Linked DNA regions of Sus scrofa: regions 2, 3 and 4 are each linked to region 1. A link is a contact called in public Hi-C and promoter capture Hi-C data. All regions are on one chromosome and are shown on one strand. The core of a region is the stretch at or near the end of the contact, and the rest is flanking DNA. Distances in the headings are between cores, read along the strand shown. Region 1 holds the start of PSMG4 (proteasome assembly chaperone 4). Region 2 holds the start of RIPK1 (receptor-interacting serine/threonine-protein kinase 1). Region 3 has its middle 17 kb from the start of RIPK1. Region 4 holds the start of SLC22A23 (solute carrier family 22 member 23).

Region 1 (2,725 bases), core at 182-2,681:
AGCAGCTTCGCTGCAATATCCCCAAAGTGAAAACAGTCCCAAAGAATATCAACACGTGTGAAGGGATAAACAGTGGTGCGTCCACACAGCAGAACAGTGCTCATCAATAAGGGAGAAGCGACCAACATACGTGACAACCTGGAGGAAACGCAAAATAACTGTGATGAGTGGAAAGGCAGACAAAAAATTGTGCATACGGCATCTTCCATTTACATAAAACTCCAGAAAATGCAAACTACTCTGTAGTGACCACCAGCAGCTCAGGGTTTGAGGAGGGGAAGGAAGGGTTACCAGGGGCTTCAGGAAGCCTCTGGGACTGATGGCCACGTGCCCTCTCTTGACTGCAACGATGGTTTCATGGGTTACACACGTGTCACAACTTCAATTTGAATCCTTGGAGTAGTGTACTTGTGTATTAATTATACATTAGGAAAGCTGTTGAAAACTGCTGACCTGAACATTAGGTGTGTAACTGAATCATTGATAACGAGCCAACAAACTTTCAACAATATTTGCCCTCATAAATGTCAATTTAATCAACCTAGCCCTTTTAGAGATTGAAAAAGCAGAACTCTGAGGGTTCTGACATAAACCCCAAGTCAGCTTAAGAGAATCGGACAAAAACGGGGCTGTGTGCTTTTACCCCAAAGGTTGTCTCGGCACATCGAAGGCCTTCTTATGTCAACCTTGTGGCCCAGAGTGACTGCAATTAAAGGTCCCAGCGGATGACACTGGCCCCCTTCATCTGCCTCCCTGTGGTCGTTCACATCCTTCCCACTCCCCTGGGAGGCGCCCGCTCTTACTCCCACTTTGCATATGCAAGGCCCGTGCTTGTACAGGACCTCAGCTCCGGGGGTTTGGGTCAGGTGAGGAAACCCACCCCTTAACTCAGTCCAGGTAACTGTCCTTTCTCGAGCTTTTCCCAGTATCTTTGCCATTCTCACGACTAGCTGCATTCAAGGCTTCCCGCAGTTTCCGGGCTGCCGGGACCAGCAGGATTTGGGAAAATCTAGCCATCCCGTACGATGGCGGCGGCTGCTCTGAGTGTTTTCGGCACCGACTAAAAGCGCTGTGCTTTGCCGGACGGCGCATCTCCACTCGGGAAGATTTTCCTGCACGTCTGTGCAGCAGTCAGTGAGGACGCCGACCCGCTGAGCCCAGGACGAGTCCAACGCAAGACAGAGTGCGGGTCAGGCCTGGGCTCTGCGCGGTCGGGGCTGGATCCGCCGCGGAGCCCGCGGGCAAGACCCGTCCCCTCTCGAGTAGGCCCCGCCCCGCCCCCTCTGGCTCTGCCCCGCCCACTCCTGGCCCGTCCCCACGGCTCCACCTGGGCCCCGCCCTTCCTCCCCGGAGAGCCTCGCTCACTCTCTGGCCCCGCCCACCCTCGGGCCCCGCCCCTGACCCAGGATCGAAAGCGAAGGCGCTCTCGGCGCTCGCTTGCTCTGGTCTGGCGGCGGCGGCGGGAACTGGTCCCCGCGTTCGGCCGGGCGTCCGGGCGGGCGGCATGGAGGGGCCGCGGGCCGCCGCGGCCGGGGACGTCTCTCTGCACAACTTCACCGCGAGGCTGTGGGAGCAGCTCGTCCACTTCCACGTCATGCGGCTGACGGACTCGCTCTTCCTGTGGGTGGGGGCCACGCCGCACCTGCGCAACCTGGCCGTGGCCATGTGCACCCGCTACGTGAGTGCGAGGGGAGGGCCAGGGGCAGGAGCGGAGAGGGGCCCGGTGGGGACGCCGGGGGAGGGGGAGGGAAGGGGGGTTTAGGGGGTGGGTCCCCAGGGGGCGGGGAGGGAGGGGAGAGGGCGCAGGAGAGGGCCTAGGGACTCGGGGGAGGGGTGGGAGCGGGGGTCGGGGCCGAACAGTGACCGAGGGCCTGCTGGGGACGCCACGGATTCCGTGGTCCCCAGATCTCCTGGGCCAGGGAGGCGGGAGGCCTAGGGTTCCCTGAGGCCCTTCCTGTGATGTCCTAGGGACCGGGGGCTGTGGGGGGCGGCGCTACCTTCGAGGAAGCTTCGTCCGGGCGCTAGGCTCGACTTCCACGCCCATCTCTGGTTAGAGTTTCAGGGCTTCCTCGTGGGGCCTCTGTCTTCTCACGCTCCTATCCAACCCCTTTTTTCACGCCGGCTCTGTGTTGCCCACGTTTCCTTTCATTTCCAGCACAGGCTTCTCTGCTGCCTTTCCACTCCAGTGTCTCAATGAAAAGTCTAACAGGCATCTCTGAGTGGGCCTTCGGAGCCCAGCTCCCCGCACCCCTGCTTCTGCAGCAGCCTGCTCCTCTCAGGTGCAGCAGCTCCATGCCACCCTCGGGGTCACCCTGGGATCCCCTCAGAACATGCAGAATCCAGCCCCTTCTCCCCTCCCTCACCTGCCACCTGGGCTAAGCCTTCCTCGGTATCTGTACTGTTTCTCAGAGCTGCTGTAACAAAGTGCAGTAGACTGGGTGGCTTAAAACAACAGAGATTGGGAGTTCCCTGGTGGCCTAGGGGGTTAAGGATCTGCTGTAGTCACAGCTGTGGCGAGGGTTCCACACCTGGCCTGGGAACCTCTGCATGCCTCGTTCCTCCTGGAGGCCCTGGGGGTAAGTCAGCCCGTCTCCTGGGCTTCTAGTGCTGCTGGCACTTTGGTGTCCTCGGCTGACACCCTCGTCATCCAGTCCTGCTGCCAGTGTTACAGGCCATCTCCTCTGTCTCTTCCTCTTTCTGAGGACACTAGTCCTGCTGGATGAGT
Region 2 (2,700 bases), core at 135-2,634, 140 kb before region 1:
GTCAATGGACATTTAGGTTGTTTCCATGTCCTGGCTCTTGTGAATAGTGCCGCAATGAACATGCAAGTGCATGTGTCTCTTTTAAGTAGAGCTTTGTCCGGATAGATGCCCAAGAGTGGGATTGCAGGGTCATATGGAAGTTCTATGTATAGATTTCTAAGGTATCTCCAAACTGTTCTCCATAGTGGCTGTACCAGTTTACATTCCCACCAACAGTGCAGGAGGGTTCCCTTTTCTCCACAGCCCCTCCAGCACTTGGTATTTGTGGATTTATTAATGATGGCCATTCTGACTGGTGTGAGGTGATATCTCATGGTAGTTTTGATTTGCATCTTTTTTTTTTTTTAAACTATAGCCCTCCTAACTTCCTCTGTCCCCATAAAAGTGTCCTCCTCTCCATTTTTGCTGGGGCTTTGCACACAGCTTCCTACAGTTGCAGACCCTGAAATGCAATCCTTTGTGGATCATGAATAAACCTTTTTTTTGAGAAATAGTTGGCAGTCTATTTTAAGTCAATAGGATGTACTGGTATCTCATTGCTGTTTAAAATCACAGTTTCTGGAGTTCTCTCGTGGCACAGCAGGTTAAGAGCCCAGCATTGTGACTGCAGTGGCTCAGGTTGCTTTAATGACATGGGGTCTATCCCAGGCCCAGGAACTTCCACATGCTGCTTGAGTGCAGCCAAAATAAATAAATGAATAAGAAGAAATTCATAATTTCCTAGTGACTTCTAATATTGACCATCTTTTCACATGCCATCTATATGGTAAAGTGACTGTTCAGATCTTTTGCCCATTTTCTTACTGCGATGTTCCTTTTCTTAGGTTTTTACTTCATTTTGGGTAATACTGTTTTAATATATGTGCTTTTTCTTAGTTTGTGGCATCTCATTCTCTTGATGTATGTACCGTTTTACAGTATGTTATCACGCTGTGTATAAGCTTTTTAACGTAACACTAGAGCAAGTATTTCCCATTTTGCTTGAGACTTCCCAATTATCATTGCAAAAGACTGCAAAATAAATACCTTGCTCTTCTACTCTAAAATCCAGAGTAGATTTTATTATCCTCGCTGTACAGGTGAGGGAGATGAGAGCATGATAATTGCCTATAGTTCCAGCGCCGCTGACCCGCGGAGCTGAGAACTCCCCTGGGGCTGCATGCCCCACCTGGGAGGTTTCTAAGAGTGGTTTCTAAGACTCCGCGCACTTCCTCTCCGGGCCTCCGGACTCGCTCTGAAACGCAGCAAAGCCGCGACATCTGGCTGGGCGCACTCCAGGTTCCGAAAGCTGTCCAGGAGGCCCGGCCGGCGGCGGGGCGGGCGCTCGGCTCGCCCTCCTCCGGGGCAGGGGCAGGGGCAGAAGGCGGAGCGAGCAGTCCACGCCCTCCTCCGGCCGAGCTCACTCAGTCGGCGCGCAGGCGACGGGGACACCGGATCGGCTTTCTGGAGCGCCGGTCCCGGCGGGCCCACTCCGCGAGGGCCGGAGCGCGCCGACCCACGGGGCAGCAGGCGGCGGACGGCGGGCTCGCGCAGCCGGGGGCGGGGAGCGCGGGGCCGCCCCGCCGGTGTCGCAGCCGACGGCTCAGCCCGCGGCGACCCTCGTCAGGCTCCGCGCCGGCGACGCTGCCGGGCGTCGGGGCAATCCTGGACTGCCCCCGCCGCCTCGTCCTCCACCCGGCCCCGGCCCCCGCCTCGGCCTCGGGAAGCTGCCCGCGGAAGCGAAAGCGAATCCTTCGGTGGGTCTGCGCTGGGAACCCGGACCGCGGTCAGGTTCCCCGAACGGCTTCCGCCCAGGGCGGGGCTCCCGCTTCCGGCGCGCGGGCGGCGGGCGGGCGACCGCGTTCCGGACGGACGGGGCGGCGGGCCGGTCAGGTGGTGAGCGTGGCCGTCGGCGTTCCCGGAAGTCAGGCTGTGGGCGTGGCCCGCGACCTCGTTCCGGGCGGCGGGGTTCTCCGCGGGTCGGACCAGGGACGCGGGTCCGGCGACGGGTGCTGGGCGCGGCCCGCGGCGCTCCCGGGGTCTGGCGGTGGGCGTGGCCCAGGCCTTCCCGGAAGTCGGCCGGCGGTCCGCGCGGGGTGGGCGTGGCCCAGGCGTTCCCGGAAGTCGGGCGCGGGCCGGTTACCTGGCCGCAGCGCGGCGGCTCCCCGCTGGCGGGTGGTTTCGGTCTGGCGGTCCGAGGGCGGAGCCCTGCCTCCCCTGTGATGTTGGAACCAACCGACGCCGTTCCCGCTGTCGAGCTGGTGGGGGAGGTGGGGTTTCACGGCGGTGTCATTGAGCCCGGCCTCCTTACCGCCCTTCGGAAGGACCTTCGCCTGGGGCCTGGGGCCGCCGCGGCTCGCGGGACGGGGGCGTTTCCGCGTAGCCTCGGCCGGGAGCCGGCAAGTGGGAGAGAAGGGTCCACAGCGACGAAGGGGCAGGATGTCGTAACCCCAGGAGGCCTCGTCCGTGGCCAGTGGCGTTTGCTCTTACCAAGCGCTCCACGACCTCGTCGGAGTTTTTGAAGAGGGCGAGCTAAGTTCTTCTTCCCTGAGCCGTGGACAAAACCCCGCCGGAGGCGTGGTGGTTGGTTGTCTCGGCCTGTTGCTGATCGTTTGGCAGCTCCTTGCTCAGAGCTCTTGTGTATCTTGGACAAAGCCTGAAGCCTTTGCACTCAACCAACTTTGCCGAAGTTCTTCGGTCTTTAGACCACTGTTCTTACCC
Region 3 (2,728 bases), core at 26-2,525, 160 kb before region 1:
TTATGCTTGTTTTCATTTCTGCAGTATCTGTTGAGATTTTTCCCTTTTCATTTCTTTTCTCTCTCTCTCTTCTTTTTTAATGGCTGCACATGGAGATTCCCAAGCTAAGGGATGATTCAGAGCTGTAACTGCCAGCCTACACCACAGCCACAGCAACACGGGATCCAAGTGTGTCTGCGTGCGACCTACCCACAGCTCAAGACAACACGGGATCCTTTAGCCCACTGAGTCAGGCCAGGGATCAAACCCCTGTCTTCATGGATACTGGTTGGGTTCGTTACCGCTGCACCACGGAGGGAATCTCCTCATTTCTTATTTTTTTAATTTGGCTTCTCTCTCTCTTCTTCTTGGTGAGACTGCCCAGGGGTTTGTCAGTTTTTTTTACCCTTGTGTTTATTTTTTCCTATTTTTTTTTTGTTTGTTTGTTGTCTTTTTGCCTTTTCTAGGGCCACTCCTGCGGCATATGGAGGTTCCCAGGCTAGGGGTCGAATTGGAGCTGTAGCCGCTGGTCTACACCACAGCCACAGCAACACCAGATCTGAGCTGCGTCTGCAACCTACACCAGAGCTCACGGCAACGCTGGATCCTTAACCCACTGAGCAAGGCCAGGGATCGAACTTGCAACCTCGTGGTACCTAGTTGGATTCATTAACCACTGAGCCACGACGGAAACTCCTTAATTTTTCCTTTTTTTAATTTCTATTTTATTGTTTTCCTCTCTGATCTTTATGTATCTGATCTCCGCGGGTCGGGTAGGCGGCTTCCGGGGCTGGCGGGGGGGGGGGGGTCCTTTCCTCTTTCACAGCTCCCCCTCCAGAGTGCTGGTCCCGTCCTGATTGCTGTTTTTCTCCTCTCTCTCTCTCTTTTTTTTCTACCCACCTATGTGGAGGGTTTCTTGCCCTTTTGGGGTCTGAAGTCTTCTGCCAGCGGCCAGCGGATGTTCTGTGCGAATCGTTCTACCTGTAGACGTGGTTTCGTGGGCGAAGGGGAGCGCCACGCCTGCTCCTCCACCGTCTTGATCCCACTTCCTGGCTGATAGGTTTATGTCGTGGTGTTGGATCCAAAAAATCGCATGCCCTGGGGAACTAGGAGAGAGGACCCCCCCACCCCGCCCCGCCGTGAGGCCCCTGATTGCTGTAAAGGGAGAGGGGGAAGGAAATCAGGCTTTCAGGTTCCCAGGCCCCCTGCAGCCCCCAGGCCTGTTCCGGAGGCAGGAGGGATCTTTCGGGTCGTCGTTAGAGTCGATGGCCACGAGAGGGCGACAGAGCCCGCCTGGTGCTCCACGTGGGCCCTTCCAGGCTCAGAGCCGGGTTTCCAGGCAGGGAAGGGGGCACAGAGCATGTGACCAGCGAGGGGGTTGCTTGCAGGCCCCTCTGGGCCCCCTTTCCATTGTCTTCCTTGAGAGAGGGGACCGAACTCTGCTCAGACCCGCTGACTTTTTCCGGCGTCCAGACACCGGGACCGACCGCCCGGGGTCCGACCAGCACGTGACGTCACAGTCAGACCTCTGAGCTCGAGACACCGGCTTGAGCCACTGGCGTGCGGTTCTCCGCAGGCAGCCTCGCAGGGCCTTTGGCACCTGGGAAGCTCAGCTGATGCTCCTGAATGCGGCTTGCGGAGAAGCTGAGAGTTTGGTGTCGGTCCTCATCCCTGCCTGCGCACTCTCTCCCTCAGAGATTTCTTGTTCCTTCGGAGACCTTCCCCCCCCCCCCCCCGTCCTTGACCTCTGGGGGTCAAGTCCGTGAATTCAGTGGGACGCTGATGGGCTTCAAGCCCGTTCAGTGCCGAGGAGCGGGTGTGGCGGATCGGCGTGGGGAAGCGGTGTTGGGACGGGGGTCCTGGGGTCCTGGATCTCTTTCAGAGGGAAGTTTTCCCCTCAGTAAGGCTCCATCACTCTGAGAAGGATTGGAGGAAGGAAGTCAGCCTCTCAGGTGTTCAGGCCCATTCATTGCAGCCCCTGCCCTTGCTCAGGGGGCGGCTGAGGGAAGGGCCGGAAGAGGGCGCTCGAGCACAGAGGCCGCCTGGTGCCCCCGCTGTGCGCTCAGAGCTGGGCTTTGAGGTGGGCAGGAGGAGCGCCAAGGGTGTGTGTGACTCTGCAGGAGGGTAAGTGAGGGTGTGCCTCCGATTCTGCGGCTTAAATTGCTTGCATGATACAGGGAACTTAGTCCCACGTTCACATCCAGGGGTCCATGCGAGACGGATAGACGGAACGTTTTCTTTTTCTTTTTCTTTTTTAAGGAAACCCCAGACAGTTCTCCATGGTGGTTGTACCAATGTACTGTTTCCTACAGCAGTGCAGGAGGGTTCCCTTTTCCTCCACAACCTCTTCGGCGTGTATTTATTATTTATCAAAACTTTTTTTTTTTTTTTTTTTTGGTCCTTTTTAGGGCCGCACCGGCTGCATATGGAGGTTCCCAGGCTAGGGGTTGAATCGGAGCTGCAGCTGCTGACCTACACCACAGCCACAGCAACGCCGGATCCTTAACCCACCGAGCGAGGCCGGGGATCAAACCTGCAACCTCATGGTTTACTAGTCGGATTTGTTAACCACTGAGCCACGACAGGAACTCCAACATATTTTTCAATGGCCAGAGAAGTGGACCAACTTTCTGAATGTGGCTGTCATTTGACTTACCGCCAGCACACCTCTAGAATTAGAAATACCTGGCTTGAGGCTTGGGGATGAGTTCCGTTTTAAGACTCAGGCTTGCCTGGTGTCTGTCACCTA
Region 4 (2,700 bases), core at 158-2,657, 150 kb after region 1:
AGACATGTGAGGGGACACAGGGGTGGCAAAGTCCAGGGTGAACGACGCGGGCCTTTGGGGAGGACCGAGCTGGGGGACAGGGAAGGAACGTTTTCACAAGCTGTTTGCTTCTCTGGCTACAACTGGGGCCAGTTGGCTTTGGTCTGTGTCCAAAGCCGGAGCTGGATGGCAAGGCCCTCCAGGAAGAACACCTGGGAAGAGGCACGATTCTCCCGGATGCTCTTTCTTTGTGGGAGACTGGGAGGCAGCTGGCTGGGCAAAGGGCAGAGCCCAGGTCTTGGCTCCAGCCCGTGGACCCTGAGAGGCGCGACCTCCAGGGCCGCCTGGTGACAGATCAGGCCTTGCCCTCCAAGGCCACCCCTGCCGGAACGAACTGACAGCTGGGGGGCGTGCGGGGGAGCTCGAGTCTTTGCAGAGGGAGGGGCGCCCCTTCCGTGTCTGCGCTGGGACGCGAGTTCGGGTACCCACTAGGGAAGGCTAAGGTGCCCCGGCGCCCCCGCGGAGGGCTGCCTAACTAAGCCTGGCTTCACACCCAGGCAAACACATCTGTTTGAGGGACGGGGGAGATCAAGCCCACGTGAGGTGCGTGGCCACGCGGGCTCGCAGCACTGCAGGTCCTGGGTCTGCACGAGGGCGCGGGGAGGGACCGCGGAGGACACAGCGCTCGGGAGGGGCACGCGGGGGCCGGGGCGGTCGCCGCCCTTACCTTGCTGACCACGTTCTGGACCAGGCCTGTGCGGATGCCGTAGTCCCACGCGTGGCAGTCGCAGTTGGAGGCGTTGTCCCCCTTGTCCGGAGGGGACGGCAGTGGCGGCGCGTCGCCCCCGTCCGCGCCGCTGCCGTTGCCAAGGGGGCCCGCCGTGCCCCAGGCGGCGGTGGAGGCGGGGGTGGTCGGGGGGCTGGTCCAGTTGGCCAGGTCGCCGCCGCCCCACCGGCCCGCGCCCGTGACCCCAGCCTGCTCGGCGTCTCTGCCGGCCCCGCGGCACCAGAAGTTGGGCTGGTCCAAGAGGAAGGAGTCCGAGAACTGGCTGAAGCCGATGAACAGCGCCGGGATCCAGGTGAGCAGCACGAGGGTCTTCTGGTAGCCGCCGCCCAGGCCCCCGAGGAAGGGCAGCACCGACCCGTCGTAGTCCAGCAACAGGAGGCTCGGGTGCGGGCCGCCCGCGGCGTGCGGGGCGGGCAGCGGCTGGATGTCGCCGCCGCCGCTGGGGCCCGCGCGTCCTCCGAGGGGCGCCGAGGCCGCCGCGTCCCCGGGCGGCAGGGCGCCGTTCTCCTCGGCCGCGGGCGGCAGCCGCCCGGGCCCGCCGCCCGCCGCCTCGCGCCGCCGGTCTATCGCCATGGCCCGGGCCCGCGGCGCCCGCAGAGGCGCATAGAGCGCGGCGGAGGCTCCCGCGGGGCTCCGGGCAGAGCGCGCGGGCCCGGCGCCGCCGCCGCCGCCGCCGCCGCCGAGGAGGGCCCGCCGCTCGCAGGGACGCTCGGCCGCCGCGCGCGTCAGTGCGCCTCCATGCCCGGCCACCCGCGCCCCGGCTGCGGCCCCGGCGGGCGCCGGGCGGAGGGCGGGCAGAGGCCGCGGCCCTCAGCCGCCGCCGCTCATCGGCTCAGCGGCCCGGGCGCCGGCGGCCGAGCCCGCCGCTCTCCGCGGCTCCGCGCCCGGCGCGCGAGAAGGAGGAGCGGGCGCCGCGCCTGTGCCAGAGCCGGCCGGCCGGAGCCCTGCGGAGCGCGGCGCGGGCGGTGCGGGCGACTCCGCGCTCCCCGCGCGCCGGGATGTATTTATCCGACCCCGGCGCCTCCCGGAAGCCGCGCGCTCGGGGCCAGCGTGCCGCGCCGGCCGCGCTCTCCGGCTCTGCTCTCCGGCCTCCCTCCGCCTCCCGCGCCCCGGCCCGCCCCCTCTCCCCCCGCGCGGTGGAGGTAACCGCGGCACCTGCTGCGCCGGCTCCTGCGCGCGAGCGCCCCCTCCGGCCGCCGCCGCCGCCGCCGCCGCGGGAGCCCGGGAGGGGCGGGGACACGGGATGCCCGGCCGGGGCCCCACGCGAGGATCCCCGCCCGGCGCCGCTCCGCGCCCGGCCGCCTGGGCCGGGGGCCCGGAGGGGGCGGCGCGCGCGGAGCGAGGGACCGGCTGGTCCTCAGGCTCGGCGCTCAGTGACCTCGGCTGCCTTCCCAAGTGCCCGCCACCAGACGCCCGCACCCCACGCCCGGTCCCGCGCCCAAGGGTGGCTAGCGTTCCGGAGCGACCCTCCTGCGCTTTTTCGAGGGGCCGGCAGGGTTGACTTTCGAGCCGAGGAGGCGCATGGCTCATTTCAGGCCGCGGGTCCCCCGCCACCGACCGCAGCACCCACCCCCAAACCGCCATTTCTTGCCCCGCTCCCAAAGGCATTCTGAGCCTGAGGCTGGAAGGATATGTTGCCAGCACCAAGTTACATGTACGTGACCGTGAACGGAGCCGGTGTTCCCCACCCCCTCCCCAAGATGCAGCCGCCCTTGGGGCGGAGTGCACAGGCGCACTCGCCGAGGCCAGCCTCCCCTCCTCTCCCGCGCTCCGCGCCGACCGTGCCCAGCCGGCGCCGTGCAAACAACACGGCCCTGCGGCAAACGGCCGCGTTCGCCTCTTTCCTCTTGCACCCAGGCCTGGCCCGGCACTCTTCGCCCGGCTCGCCCAGCGTTGCAGACGCTCGACATTCTGAGAAGTTTACTAATGCCTAT

Evidence for each region. Promoter capture Hi-C pulls out the DNA fragments that hold promoters and counts their contacts. Hi-C and Micro-C count contacts between places; a contact is called where the count stands out from the background.
Region 2: a promoter capture Hi-C map of liver shows a contact between it and region 1, with 2.8 times the contacts expected there. The contact joins the promoter of RIPK1 here to the promoter of PSMG4 in region 1. A contact is called at or near these places in 2 of 5 promoter capture datasets (fetal liver and liver), 2 of 47 Hi-C or Micro-C datasets (epiblast stem cells and liver) and 1 of 2 datasets of contacts at active chromatin or transcription factors (alveolar macrophages).
Region 3: a Hi-C map of undifferentiated spermatogonia shows a contact between it and region 1, with 2.2 times the contacts expected there. The contact joins the enhancer-like site here to the promoter of PSMG4 in region 1. A contact is called at or near these places in 2 of 5 promoter capture datasets (fetal liver and liver) and 10 of 47 Hi-C or Micro-C datasets (embryonic fibroblasts, epiblast stem cells, fetal skeletal muscle and 5 more).
Region 4: a contact with region 1 is called in a Hi-C map of skeletal muscle, with 2.6 times the contacts expected there. The contact joins the promoter of SLC22A23 here to the promoter of PSMG4 in region 1. A contact is called at or near these places in 2 of 5 promoter capture datasets (fetal liver and liver) and 6 of 47 Hi-C or Micro-C datasets (liver, psoas muscle and skeletal muscle).

What each region holds. Positions count from the first base shown.
Region 1 is chr7:1,978,864-1,981,588 of Sscrofa11.1, forward strand. PSMG4 (proteasome assembly chaperone 4) reads left to right here and starts at 1,432. Exons shown (of 3, transcript XM_001927667.5): 1 at 1,432-1,678. The coding sequence starts at 1,505. LOC110261762 (a long non-coding RNA gene) reads right to left here and starts at 1,355. Exons shown (of 2, transcript XR_002346234.1): 1 at 881-1,355; 2 at 1-138.
Region 2 is chr7:1,839,759-1,842,458 of Sscrofa11.1, forward strand. RIPK1 (receptor-interacting serine/threonine-protein kinase 1) reads left to right here and starts at 1,385. Exons shown (of 12, transcript XM_005665537.3): 1 at 1,385-2,700.
Region 3 is chr7:1,822,461-1,825,188 of Sscrofa11.1, forward strand. No RefSeq gene overlaps it. Among named protein-coding and RNA genes, the nearest start is that of RIPK1, 17 kb to the right of the region's middle. Within about 2 kb of position 1,276, at least 29 of the 83 cell types and tissues checked have an H3K27ac peak or open chromatin away from gene starts, as enhancers often do. A contact at or near this core is called in embryonic fibroblasts, epiblast stem cells, fetal liver and 1 more, where this site is marked.
Region 4 is chr7:2,130,371-2,133,070 of Sscrofa11.1, forward strand. It overlaps SLC22A23 (solute carrier family 22 member 23), which reads right to left and starts at 1,408. Exons shown (of 11, transcript XM_013977405.2): 1 at 707-1,408. The coding sequence starts at 1,339.